Regions from separate parts of the Rattus norvegicus genome. Here all the other regions are linked to region 3. A link is a contact called in public Hi-C data. All regions are on one chromosome and are shown on one strand. Each heading gives the region's core, a stretch centred on a gene start, on an enhancer-like site or on the middle of the called end of the contact. The rest is flanking DNA. Distances are from core to core; before and after follow the strand shown.

The links. Hi-C and Micro-C count contacts between places; a contact is called where the count stands out from the background.
Region 1: a contact with region 3 is called in a Hi-C map of liver, with 7 times the contacts expected there. The contact joins two enhancer-like sites. A contact is called at or near these places in 5 of 12 Hi-C or Micro-C datasets (the A7r5 cell line, the Rat2 cell line, kidney and 1 more) and 1 of 1 datasets of contacts at active chromatin or transcription factors (oligodendrocytes).
Region 2: a Hi-C map of hepatocytes shows a contact between it and region 3, with 5 times the contacts expected there. The contact joins the promoter of Ptger3 here to the enhancer-like site in region 3. A contact is called at or near these places in 12 of 12 Hi-C or Micro-C datasets (the A7r5 cell line, the Rat2 cell line, Schwann cells and 7 more) and 1 of 1 datasets of contacts at active chromatin or transcription factors (oligodendrocytes).

What each region holds. Positions count from the first base shown.
Region 1 is chr2:249,606,637-249,610,570 of GRCr8, forward strand. No RefSeq gene overlaps it. Among named protein-coding and RNA genes, the nearest start is that of Cth, 52 kb to the right of the region's middle. Within about 2 kb of position 1,630, at least 28 of the 93 cell types and tissues checked have an H3K27ac peak or open chromatin away from gene starts, as enhancers often do. A contact at or near this core is called in liver, where this site is marked.
Region 2 is chr2:249,263,761-249,267,821 of GRCr8, forward strand. Ptger3 (prostaglandin E receptor 3) reads left to right here and starts at 1,322. Exons shown (of 3, transcript NM_012704.1): 1 at 1,322-2,234. The coding sequence starts at 1,407.
Region 3 is chr2:249,402,759-249,406,553 of GRCr8, forward strand. It overlaps a transcript of Ptger3 not described here. Among named protein-coding and RNA genes, the nearest start is that of Ptger3, 140 kb to the left of the region's middle. Within about 2 kb of position 2,508, at least 4 of the 93 cell types and tissues checked have an H3K27ac peak or open chromatin away from gene starts, as enhancers often do. A contact at or near this core is called in hepatocytes and liver, where this site is marked.

The sequences.
Region 1 (3,934 bases), core at 380-2,879, 200 kb after region 3:
AACTTCAAGAAGTTGGGCGGAAGCTACATGGGGTTAGCCATGGGGGCCGGTAGACCGCAGACTGGAGACTAGCCGGCAATAGCATGGATTGTTTTTTAATATTACAACAAGTGGAAAACTATTACATTGTTATGAAGTTTATTATAAAGCCTTGGAATTGAGTAATACTCGCTTGAAAACCATCCATAAGGTTAATTATAAAATTTCTGATCTCTAAGTTCAAGGCCAGCCTGGTCTACAGAGAGAGTTCCGGGACAGTCAGGGATACACAGAGAAATCAATAACAGCAAATAATATAAAATTGCTAATTAAATAGCTAATCATGAATTCTAATTCTCTATTAGAGAAATCCCTGTTGCTGGACGTCAGTGAAGATGCTTTAAAGTGGTTAGGAAAATTCCTGATGGACAAAAATTCAACAAACACTGCTTAAGTAAATAAATGAGTTGAGATATTTCTGAGTTTCCTTTATCATCTACCTCCATGTCAGTCAAAGCCAGTTTACCATCACTACAATATAATAACTGGGATATTTAAGCAGTCTGTGTGATTTGGACCACGTTCCTACCTTAAAATAGTCCGTTCTTTCCGTTAAACCAATGTAATTTACTGTCTCTATATTAACAATATTTACACTGTTATCGACACTAACCATGCAACCGATACAACCATTCCCACAAAGAACATACAAAGTTGAAGACGCAAAAACAATCACATCAACAGTTACAAGGATGGAAATACCTGCTTCGGAACAGACAAGAATAAGTGACGCTAGCAGAAGGATGGATTTTAAACCATGAAATAAACAACAGCAGAGGTGGTGTGTGAAATCAAGGGTCACGGGAAAAAAAGGGTAACAAGATTTCGACAAGTGACATTAGAGAAATAACATACTCCCAGCCAAAAAAAAAAAAGCATTACACACTGTTTTTTGTTGTTGTTTTGTTTTGTTTTCTACTCAACATGAATGTTTTCCTGGAGCAAAGGGACGATGTAAAGATGTGAAAGAGCTGAATAGAAGCTTGAGGTGTAACACTCAGCTTCAGCCTGCAGATCCACACTTTCCAGTAGGTAGTGGTAGATCACTCATGTAATAGGCACGAGGTCCCGGTGCCACCTCCAGAACTGTCTAAACCAGCCCATGATCATGGATGTGTAACTAAGGCCTTTGGAGGAGTACAGCCAGAATACACCAAGTGAAAACTAAGGGAATAAATAACCTATTTCCTCGCCTGCTCTCGCTAAAGTCCTATAAAAGCCACTGCTGGAAATGGGAGGGGTGAAGCAGCTGGAAGCCAAGAGATGAGAAGGCAGGGAAGGCTGAAGGGGTAGAGCCCCCGGGGACCCTGCTCCTAGGTGCAGCTTGAGATGGAACAGGAAATACTCAGCATAACTTGTGAGCAAAGGCTCTCCATCGGGTAGTTGACCTGATAGTAAAATACGGGAAGAGGAGACATGCACTGGTGCTGTCTTGTCACTCTGACAGGATTCCTCAGAGAAGCAACTTTACCAGGGTTGCGGATGGCTGGAGGAATACAAATGATCACTGGAGGAAAGACTCGGAGTGAGTCATTGCTTGGCAGCAGGAAATGTGTGCCAGCTACAGGCTCACGTGTTAGCCAATCAGAAAGCAATACCAGACCATAAAAGGAGGTCCTCCAGGGACCCACCTCCTTCAGAGACTCCACCTTCTAAAGGCCTCCCAGCCTTCCAAACAGCACCACCAGATGGGACCAAGCGTTAAAGCGAGTGAAAGACATTAGGAATTCAAACCACAGCAGCGAAAATCACGAAACTGAGAGTATAATAGAAAAACTAGTAAAGAAACCAGATTGTGGCAGCATGAGAAATTGAAAATGCATCAATTGTGGGAAACACAACAGATAAAGCTGAGGGATTCTAAATGATTAGACACAGGGTAAGGAGAATGTTACAGGCCCGGAGTTTTGAATCTTAAGTCTTTAGAGCATGAGGCCGTCATTAGCAACACAGCACAAGTGCTGAATTTCAATGAGTTTGGAGACTTCAAGTCTTACACAGACGCGAACCACACTCTTGGAGAATGTACATGCATGCTAATGTCCTAAAAACCAGATATAATGTGTGACAGAATTCAACCAAAAGTCACGGTAAACACAGCAAGAGAGGAATTCAGTGTCAAACACATTTCATCTACAAAATCTCCCTGTAAATCCTACTTTTAAAACAATCAGCGATGTGCTGGAGATGTAGCTCAATTGGTGGAGTGCCTGCCTAGTGTGCACAAAGCCTTGGTTTCCATTGCCAGCACCATGAGCAGTGGCTCATGTCTGGAATCCCAGTATCTGGGACTTGGAAGCAAAAGGATCGGGAATTCCAGATGATTCTTAGCTGCGTATCAAGTCTGAAGCCAGGCCGAGATACATGAGACCCTGTCAAACAAAACACACACGCGCGCACACACACACACACACACACACACACACATACACTAATCCCATCCCCTCAGATACCGAATAACATAATAAGACATGAAAATGACAAGCACTATCAACCTGGGCCTAATAGTAAAAACCAATTGGCTGTAGTCATTGTTACAAAACAGATTAAATAGTGGTAATTCTTAAAGGGAAAGCTGTTTTCAGTGTACATACTAATTTAACAAAAAATAAAAATAAAAATGGAAGAGGATAGCAATAGGATCAAGAAGTGAGGGGAAGACAGCAGAAGCATCCATGTTAACAACTAAAGCAGAGCAGTGGAGTTGTGAAAGGGAATGATAAAGAGAGTGTGCGTGAAACAGGAATCGGTGTATGGGGATCATCATGTCTAGAGACGCCTCTAATACTGGGGAGAAACCGGGCCACTCAACCACCTAGAAATAACAGGTGTTTTAGAAAGCATCAAGAGACATCAACTGATGTGGACAGAGTATTTGTGTCCTCCACATTTCACCTGTTGGACCCCCAGTGTACAGATATTTGAAGATGGCAGCCTTTGAGAGGTACCTGGGTCCTGGCAGAGCTTCATGATGAAATCCATGCAGTCCTAAGAACAATCAACAGAACGTCTTCCTCCTTTCTCTCCCTCTACATGGGAGGCAACAGTCAGCTGTGCCTGACTCACTATAAAAGGGGCTGCCTGCCCCCTCCTCAATCTCTTGCACTCTTCCTCCTGCTTTGTCCCCTCACTCCTGCTCCCCCTCCCTCCCCATTCCCACATGACCGGTCTCTCTCTCTCTCTCTGCCTTTCTCCGTCTCTACTACCCTCTCAACTCCCCTCCCCCATGCCCTTAATAAACTCTATTCTATACTATAATATGGCCATGTGGCTGATCCCGCGGGGGTAAGGGATGCCTCAGTATGGGCCCTCAGAGGCACCCCTTCCCCCACACCTGACTACACATCCACCAAACATATTCCTTCTCTCCTTATCTTTTCATAAAACACAACACCTACACCTTGTCTCCTCTCCAGGTACCACACTACACCCTGCCAGCACTTCTATGGCGGTTTGTCACCAGTACAACTAAGAAAGAACTAAGTGTGCCCCCATCTGCGATAGCCCTGCTGAGAGCTATTTATGTAAGCAAAGTTAACAGGACACATCAGCCCAGTTTCCTGGGTGTGTTTTCAATGTATTCAGCTCAATTCCTGCTCCCGTGGCCATGTCTTCACCACCACCAACGATGGACTCTTTGGCTCTGGAAATGTAAAGCCGATTAAAACCTTTCTCTCCCAGTCGTTTTGTCAGGGTGTTTTATCAAGGCAACCAAAAAGGCCACTTAGCACTCAGTTTTCTCATCACTAAACCAGATGCCATTCTAAATGTTTGGAAATGTCACTTGTACAGTAATTATTCTGTATACTCAGCTGTGACAACTACATAAATCCGATTCACTTAGGTATGGAATATTATCCATAATACTCGGAAATTTAATTACAGCCACCTCATA
Region 2 (4,061 bases), core at 72-2,571, 140 kb before region 3:
ACAAAACAAAACAAAACAAAACCAAACCAAAAAACTCTTTAATATAGAATAGTGCATGTTAGCCTTTTAGCCACTAGAGGGGAGTGTTGTTTCAGATGAACTAAGGCAGATAGCAAAGGAACCAACAGGAAATCAACCAGAAGAACCTACAAGTTACTTATTTGCAAGCTTAACAGCTAAAACGTAGATAACTCTGACTGGAAAATGCCTCAAGAAGGGAAGGGTTTCTGAAACTTTGTTAAGAGATTAACCATCTTTGTCAACACAAGTTCTCATGGTGGGCATTCTCAGTAAGCGTTAGGGCGCTGGGAAATGCTAGCCACTCAAAGGAAGACCTGATTTGGGATTCCCAACACCTGAGTAAAATAAAGCTGGCTGCTGGGCTGGGGTGTGCGAGGCCTTACCAGGCTGGTGGGAGTCACAGTGGAAGATACCCGATGCTGAAGTCTGACCTCAATGTAAATATGCTCAGACTCACACTCACATAACACACACACACACACACACACACACACACACACACACACACACACACTGGGGTAGAACATAGAGAGGGAGACAATAATGTAAATAAGTCAGTTAATAAATATACAATTCTTTGATATAACTAAGAATTTTTCTTTGATGTATGAATTCCAAAATGCTCTTAAAATTTAAATATATCATTACACTGGAATGCCTCAGTGAAAATGTGAATTTGATATGTGCTCTCACCTGTGTGCTTACTTGGTTTTGGTTTTGCACTTTTAAACTGACATTATCCTAGAAAAATACTTTACCAATATGAGTTTGGAATTAGTCCAAAGTAAATAAGGCAATAGTTTGAGGAAGACAAGACACAAGCTTATCTCTATTCTTTCCCAGCTGTGGGTATCTATCTATCTAAATTATATACTATATAGAAAAATATATAAAGTAAAAAATATATTTCCTAAATTATATATATATATATATATATATATATATATATATATATATATCAACTTCAATGATAGCCAAACATGAGAAGAAATCAGCATTGCGATTCACGCAGATACTAATATGTCAGATTTCGCCTATCATGTATCATGTAACATGTTACAGTATCATGTAACCCAAAGGCTGTTGAGCACTTTACAGAGTCCCAGAGTTGAAGAGGCAGCCTAGGGGGCGCGGCGCCAGGTAATCCCGGCTGACACCGCCCTTTGCCTGCCCACTCGCGGCACCGCCCCTCGAGCTCCAAGGCGCGGGAGGAGCCTCGCGCGGCGTCGGGCGACGCCTGTCCAGTCCCCGCAGCCTAGCGCGGGCGGCGGCGGGCGATGGAGAGCAGAGCCCCGGGCCCCGCCGTCCTCCAGCGCGCTCCGCTGCAACCCCGCAGCTGAGCCCAGAGGCTCCGGCCCTGTGCGCCCTACCGCGGCCCCGCCACTATGGCCGGCGTGTGGGCGCCGGAGCACTCGGTTGAAGCGCACAGCAACCAGTCAAGTGCTGCCGACGGCTGCGGCTCTGTGTCCGTGGCCTTCCCCATCACCATGATGGTCACTGGCTTCGTGGGCAACGCGCTGGCCATGTTGCTTGTGTCGCGCAGCTATAGACGCCGGGAGAGCAAACGCAAAAAGTCTTTCCTGCTGTGCATTGGCTGGCTGGCGCTCACCGACTTGGTGGGGCAGCTCCTGACCAGTCCGGTGGTCATCCTCGTGTACCTGTCGCAGCGACGCTGGGAGCAACTCGACCCATCGGGGCGCCTGTGCACCTTCTTCGGGCTGACCATGACAGTGTTCGGACTGTCCTCGCTCTTGGTGGCCAGCGCCATGGCCGTGGAGCGCGCCCTGGCTATCCGTGCGCCGCACTGGTATGCCAGCCACATGAAGACTCGCGCCACGCGCGCGGTACTGCTGGGTGTGTGGCTGTCTGTGCTCGCCTTCGCGCTGCTGCCTGTGCTGGGCGTGGGCCGCTACAGCGTGCAGTGGCCCGGCACGTGGTGCTTCATCAGCACCGGGCCGGCGGGCAACGAGACTGACTCTGCGCGGGAGCCGGGCAGCGTGGCCTTTGCCTCCGCCTTCGCCTGTCTAGGCTTGCTGGCTCTGGTGGTGACCTTTGCCTGCAACCTGGCGACCATCAAAGCCCTGGTGTCCCGCTGCCGGGCCAAAGCCGCCGCCTCGCAGTCCAGCGCCCAGTGGGGCCGGATCACCACGGAGACGGCCATCCAGCTTATGGGGATCATGTGTGTACTGTCCGTCTGCTGGTCGCCGCTATTGGTAAGTAGTTGGTACAGTGGGAACTTGTAGCGAGCGGTAAATGGAGGGAGACTTTCTGCTGCTCTTGCAGCCCAGGGTTGCAGCCTCCAGTCAAGTGCCTCAGCCGCTTGTGAAGCTTCCAAGAGCCAGTTGAGTCCGCCCTGGCTTGCCAGGCGCTTGTGAAGATTCGAACAGCCTGCGCACAGAGGTGAGCAGACGTTGCTCAAGCCAGTGCAGACTGACTTTGCCCTTTGTGTTTTGAATGGAGATGTGATGACAACTCAAGCCCAACTTGTGTTTTAGTTTTAATCCCGCTGAGACAGTTCGGTACCTGAGAGCCAGGCAAGTCTGCGCTCCTACACCTTCAGCCACACGGTTACCCCATCCTCTCCAGCGATTTCTTGGCACGCTGTCGCTCTGTGCCAGCGCTAAAGGTTCTCAGGTAGCTACTGTCTGCAGGGAGGGGCGGAAGGCAGAGTTGCTGCAGCCCCTAGGAAGCCGGTAGGTAGTGTGTACACCGAAGTGGAGGACTCTCCAATAACAAACCCCCCCACACACACACACAATAACACCATCACCTTTTGGTGAGTGGTCACTGGGGTCTTGTGCCCCACCCCCATCCTTATGGAGGGAATGTCAGATCTTTGCAATTCCAGGGACAGGAGGTAAGGGTTTCTTGGTCCTTGGTTCCCCCCATGCTATCCATCACAGAACTACCCAGAGGAAGCTGTGCTTCCGCATGCTCCCTATCCCCAACTCTCACATGGTGCTTTTGAGGTTTTCTTCTGTAGCACTTGTAGCTAGAAACTTCTGTGGATAAGTGTGGTTTGCTAATTCTTGAAGAATGGATGCTTACTTAGGACTCATAGAGCCTGGCTTAATGTGCAGAGCAGCATCCCCATAGTGCAGCACAGTTATCAACCATTACATAGTAGACTCGATCCTCTCCCTCTCCCTCTCCCTCTCCCTCTCCCTCTCCCTCTCCCTCTCCCTCTCCCTCTCCCTCTCCCTCTCCCTCTCCCTCTCCCTCTCCCTCCCCCTCTCTCTTTCCCTCTCTGTTCTCTTTTCCCTCCCCTTCTCTGATCCCCTCCTCCTCTCTGTTCCCCTCCCCCTCCTCTTAGCTCCTTCACCCTCTCCCTCTCCCTCTCCTATCCCCCTCTCGATTCTCTTTCTCTCACACACATCATTTAACAAATTTGTCATTTCAACCATTTACATGTACAGTTCAGTGAGGTCAGGGACATCATATTTATGTGCCACATGAGGTTAAATCTGCCTTGAAATGGTTGTGTGGTTCTTCTTTTTACCCACTCTCCCTGATTATGACAAACCTTAGAGATCCCCCGTGGTGACTGGCCTGGGGTGATACAGATAGGACAGCACTGCTGGGACCTAACTGCCCACAAGTGACTGAGTGGTCACTGTTCTCTAGTAGCTGGAGCACGGGCTGATGTCATCACCATGTTTACCAGAACCAGCACCAATTTTAGACATTTACTGCTGTGGTTGAAGAATGGGGTGTAGGTAGCCAAGCAGAGGGAAATGAAGCTCCCAGAATAAACACTTCACTGAACCAGCATGGCTTTAGAGGCAGTGTCCCGGCATAGCACAACTGTCAGGAGTCCTGCCCTTAGGGCCAGAGCATAAAGATGCCCATGAAACACAGAATGGGGTGGCTGTATAGTTGGGTGATCCCAATGTGTTGTATTTTAGCTAACACTTTATACATTCATTTTTTATAAAACAATGAAAATGAATTCAATATGAGATCGTATCGGAGGAGAAATTCAGTTTCAAAATAGGTGTTTTTGTTTCTTCATGTGTACATGTATGTGTGCTGTACATCCA
Region 3 (3,795 bases), core at 1,258-3,757:
GGCACATGGAGACAATCGGCTGAGCTTCCTCATCTGCAGATGGTGTAACACTTCCCTTATGCAGTGCTATCAGTATTCTGAAGTTACTGTCTTGAGCTGAACCAGATCACACACTGAGCAAAGATGGATGAGGGAAAGTATTCCAGCTGTGAGAGAGAAAAAAAAAAAAACTTCCATTAGCAAGTAAATCCATGACAAGCAGGGGAAGCTACCACCCCTGGATGTAGTAAGTGACCTTTGTGGTTAGATTGGCTTTAAAATTATACAAGGGAAGAGTGAATCTTTATAAAAACGACTCCCCAAGGGATCCAGGCTTCAAACTTGTTTTACATCTTCTATAGAGAGTTCAAGTGGAATGTTTCGATATTACTTTCATTTTAAATTTTGCATCTTCGGCTTGAGATTTCAGAATAAGAATAAAAGAAACAAAACAAAACAGAGCAAGGGGACCGTAAATCTCAGCAGCTGCCTGGAGAAGGAGGATGGAGAGAAGGAGAGAAAACCTCGGTTTCTGAGTTAGGCCTGGACATCCACAGCAGCAGACGGCAAACAATTGACTTGAATGGCTTGGAGGGAGGGAGGGAGCTTTAGAGAAAGAGTGGAGTAACCCAGAGCACCAGATAAAACATCTGGCCAGTGTCTTTTTTTTTTTTTTTTTTTTTTTTTTTCGGAGCTGGGGACCGAACCCAGGGCCTTGTGCTTCCTAGGCAAGCGCTCTACCACTGAGCTAAATCCCCAACCCCTCTGGCCAGTGTCTTAAACAAAGGCACAAAAGACAACAAAAGAGGCTCAGGAACTGTAGCAGAAGAGAGCTTACAGACTGTAAGAGTCAGAGGAGCAGGAGGTGTGCTGTGAGATTACATCTCCTAGAAGCTACAGCTATGTATATAGGATCATCAACATGGCTGCCTAAACAGGACCTGAGCAAGGCAGACACAACAGATAACAGACATGCTCATGTGAACTGGAGAAAGCTCACAGGGCCTCAACCCTACACAAAGAGCCACAACCAACTAAGGAATGTTGAGAGCAGGAGAAATGGTCTCCCAGAAAAATATAACCAACTGGTTATCTAATTCCAAGTGGTCAGCCATGAAATCACATATACACGAGTAAAGTTATATAAACTAAGCAGGTTATATTTTATATATTTAGGAATTTATGTGATATATACATATATCAACAATTAAAGAAAAAAGAAAAAGGCGTTAAGGGAAGCAGTTAGAGGAAGGGGAATAATGTAATTACATCTTAATCTGAAAAATAGAAAAATATGTAATTTTTAAAGGGTTAATCATCCTTTTTTGAGTTGGAAAGGGGGACAGACCTAACAGAATCCGAGGAAGGCTCTGGAATGACTTGCAGGGGCAAAATTTCTGTTCTGGCCAGTTTTATGTCAACTTGACACGAGCTTAAGTTATCAGAAAGGAGGGTCCTACAATGAAGAAAACACCCACAGAACATCTGGCTGTAGGACATTTTCTTAATTAGTGATTGATGGGGAAGGGCCCAGCCTTTGTGGGTGGTGCCATGCCAGGGCAGTTGGTTCTGGGATCTAAAAGAAAGAAGGCTAAGGAAGCCATGATGAGAAAATCTTCTACCTCCAGGTTTTTGTCCTGTTCGTGTTCTTGTATTGACTTCCTTCAGTGATGGATTGCAACATGGATGTGTAAATCGAACCCTAACCTTAACCCCAACTTGCTTTTGGTCATGGAGTTTCATCACAGCAATAGAAGCCTTCACTGGGACATTTATCTAAAGGGATAATTGTTCCTCCTATCCTTGGTCAGGTGACTGACCTGCCCAATGGGATTAATCTTTATGGAACACCACTGTCTCCACTCAGAGGTAGATTTCTTTCCACCAGGAGGAAATAGCTTTTATTGAATGGGCCTCCAGTGCCAACGAAACACTGTGTCAATTAAAATTGTACAACTTGCAAGAGATATGAAACTTCACAACACTGATGAAAACAAAGCCAAGGAATTGTAAGACACATAGGTGAAGAAGCCATCAAAAAGAAATTGCAGAAAACTAACAGCAAGTGACAAGCCATGTCCTCCAGGACATGGAATGGAATGTGGAAATACGTAGATAATTCCTCCAGCTCTCATTTAAAAAGCTGACCAAATTTATGGTCATGCTGCCTAGTTTAGAAGGGTGACATTGCATAGTTCACTTGGCTCACCATTCACTTTCTGACTGGCGATCTATGAATGTCAGGAGCCAAGGTTGAAGTTCAGTGTGAGGGTGGGTCTGTCTTACAGATCTCTCTGTCTCACTCTCTCTCTGTCCCTATCTCTGTGTCTCTGTCTCTGTTTCTCTCTGTCTCTCTGCCTCTGTCTCTCTCTGTGTGTCTCTGTCTCTGTTTCGTTCTCTCTCTCTCTCTCTCTCTCTCTCTCTCTCTCTCTCTCTCTCTCTCGGCCAAGGCCTGCAGAGTCAGCCCTCTCTGCTCTCAGGGCTACTGGAAGGCAGCAGGTTCTTGTTCCCATCACGTGAGTAAGTAGAAAAAGCTGAAAATACAAAGTCTCAACATCTGCTGTGTGTAACACCTCTCTGTGTTTGCTATCCAGTTGATAGTTATCAAAGTTTCGACTTACGCAAAAGCATTCACGTGAGAAAAACAAATAATCCAGTGATTTCAAAACTTCACTAGAACTTCAGTGAACATTAATTCTTCCTGCAAGAGTTTGGAGTAATTCTGTTGCTGTTTTGTTCTGCAAAGAGCTGTATTGGGTAGCTGAAACAGGTACCACCCTGCTTGACACTTGAGCAACCGTAGTTGCCAGGGTCTGGCCACTTGGATCCAATTAGGTACAGAATACCAACCTATCTGGCAGTAATGTAGTCCTAATTGTCACAACTATCTCACATAACATATTCTTTTGCCTCTAATTACCTATGAGCATAAGAGATACCAGCTTAGAACAGCTTACCTAAGTTTTCCCAAGTCTCTGGCAAACATTCTCAACTCCACAGCTCTGTTGTACAGAGACCCTTCACAGCTTTCACTGTGCTGGGCATTGATTAAGGTTCAAGTCTTTACTAATAGCAGAAGAATTGAAACCACAGTGATAAGTTTTCAGAGTACAACATGATACTATATCAATTAGAAGTACTGGTTACCTTAGGGACTGGATTTCATTTTGTGTTTTTTCCCTCTCTCTATGTTCTTCCTGAGGGTGATATACAATGAAATGAACGAAAACCATCCTCATCGAAAGGGAAAGAGCAGCTGTGATGTTCAGGCACTGAAGGTCCACTGTGGTTTGCTTCCACTGATCATTTCACAGAGATGGAAACAATTACAACCTTCCAGGCAAGAGGAAGGGACTCCTGGTGCCTCTTCTTTTGGCTATTAAGACTATTAAGATGATGAACCTCGGAAATTGGTATTTCCCCAGAAATCTCATGCTGGGAGCCTGGTGTCAGCCAGAGGGGGTACTTGCCTACCAGAAAGAGATGTCACACAATTCTGATAACTTGTCAGAACACTTTGCAGAAGAGACATGAGAACAGAGACAAAGACAGAAGGAGCTACGTCTTTGCCCCAACTGTTAAGTTATGCACACTTCTTACCCTCTATTTAAATACAGACCTCATGATGGGGCCCTTCCCATGATGCACTTGGGAAGGTGTGGTTACTAGATTTCTTTTCCAGTTTCTCTTCTGAATGAGACCATTGAATTAATCTCTTTTCCCAGCTTTTCACTATTAGTTGTCTCTTGAATTGATGTATTGAGGAGGCAGCTGAGCCTAGCATTTTAGACCTACCAGGGCATGGTGTTTGACCTC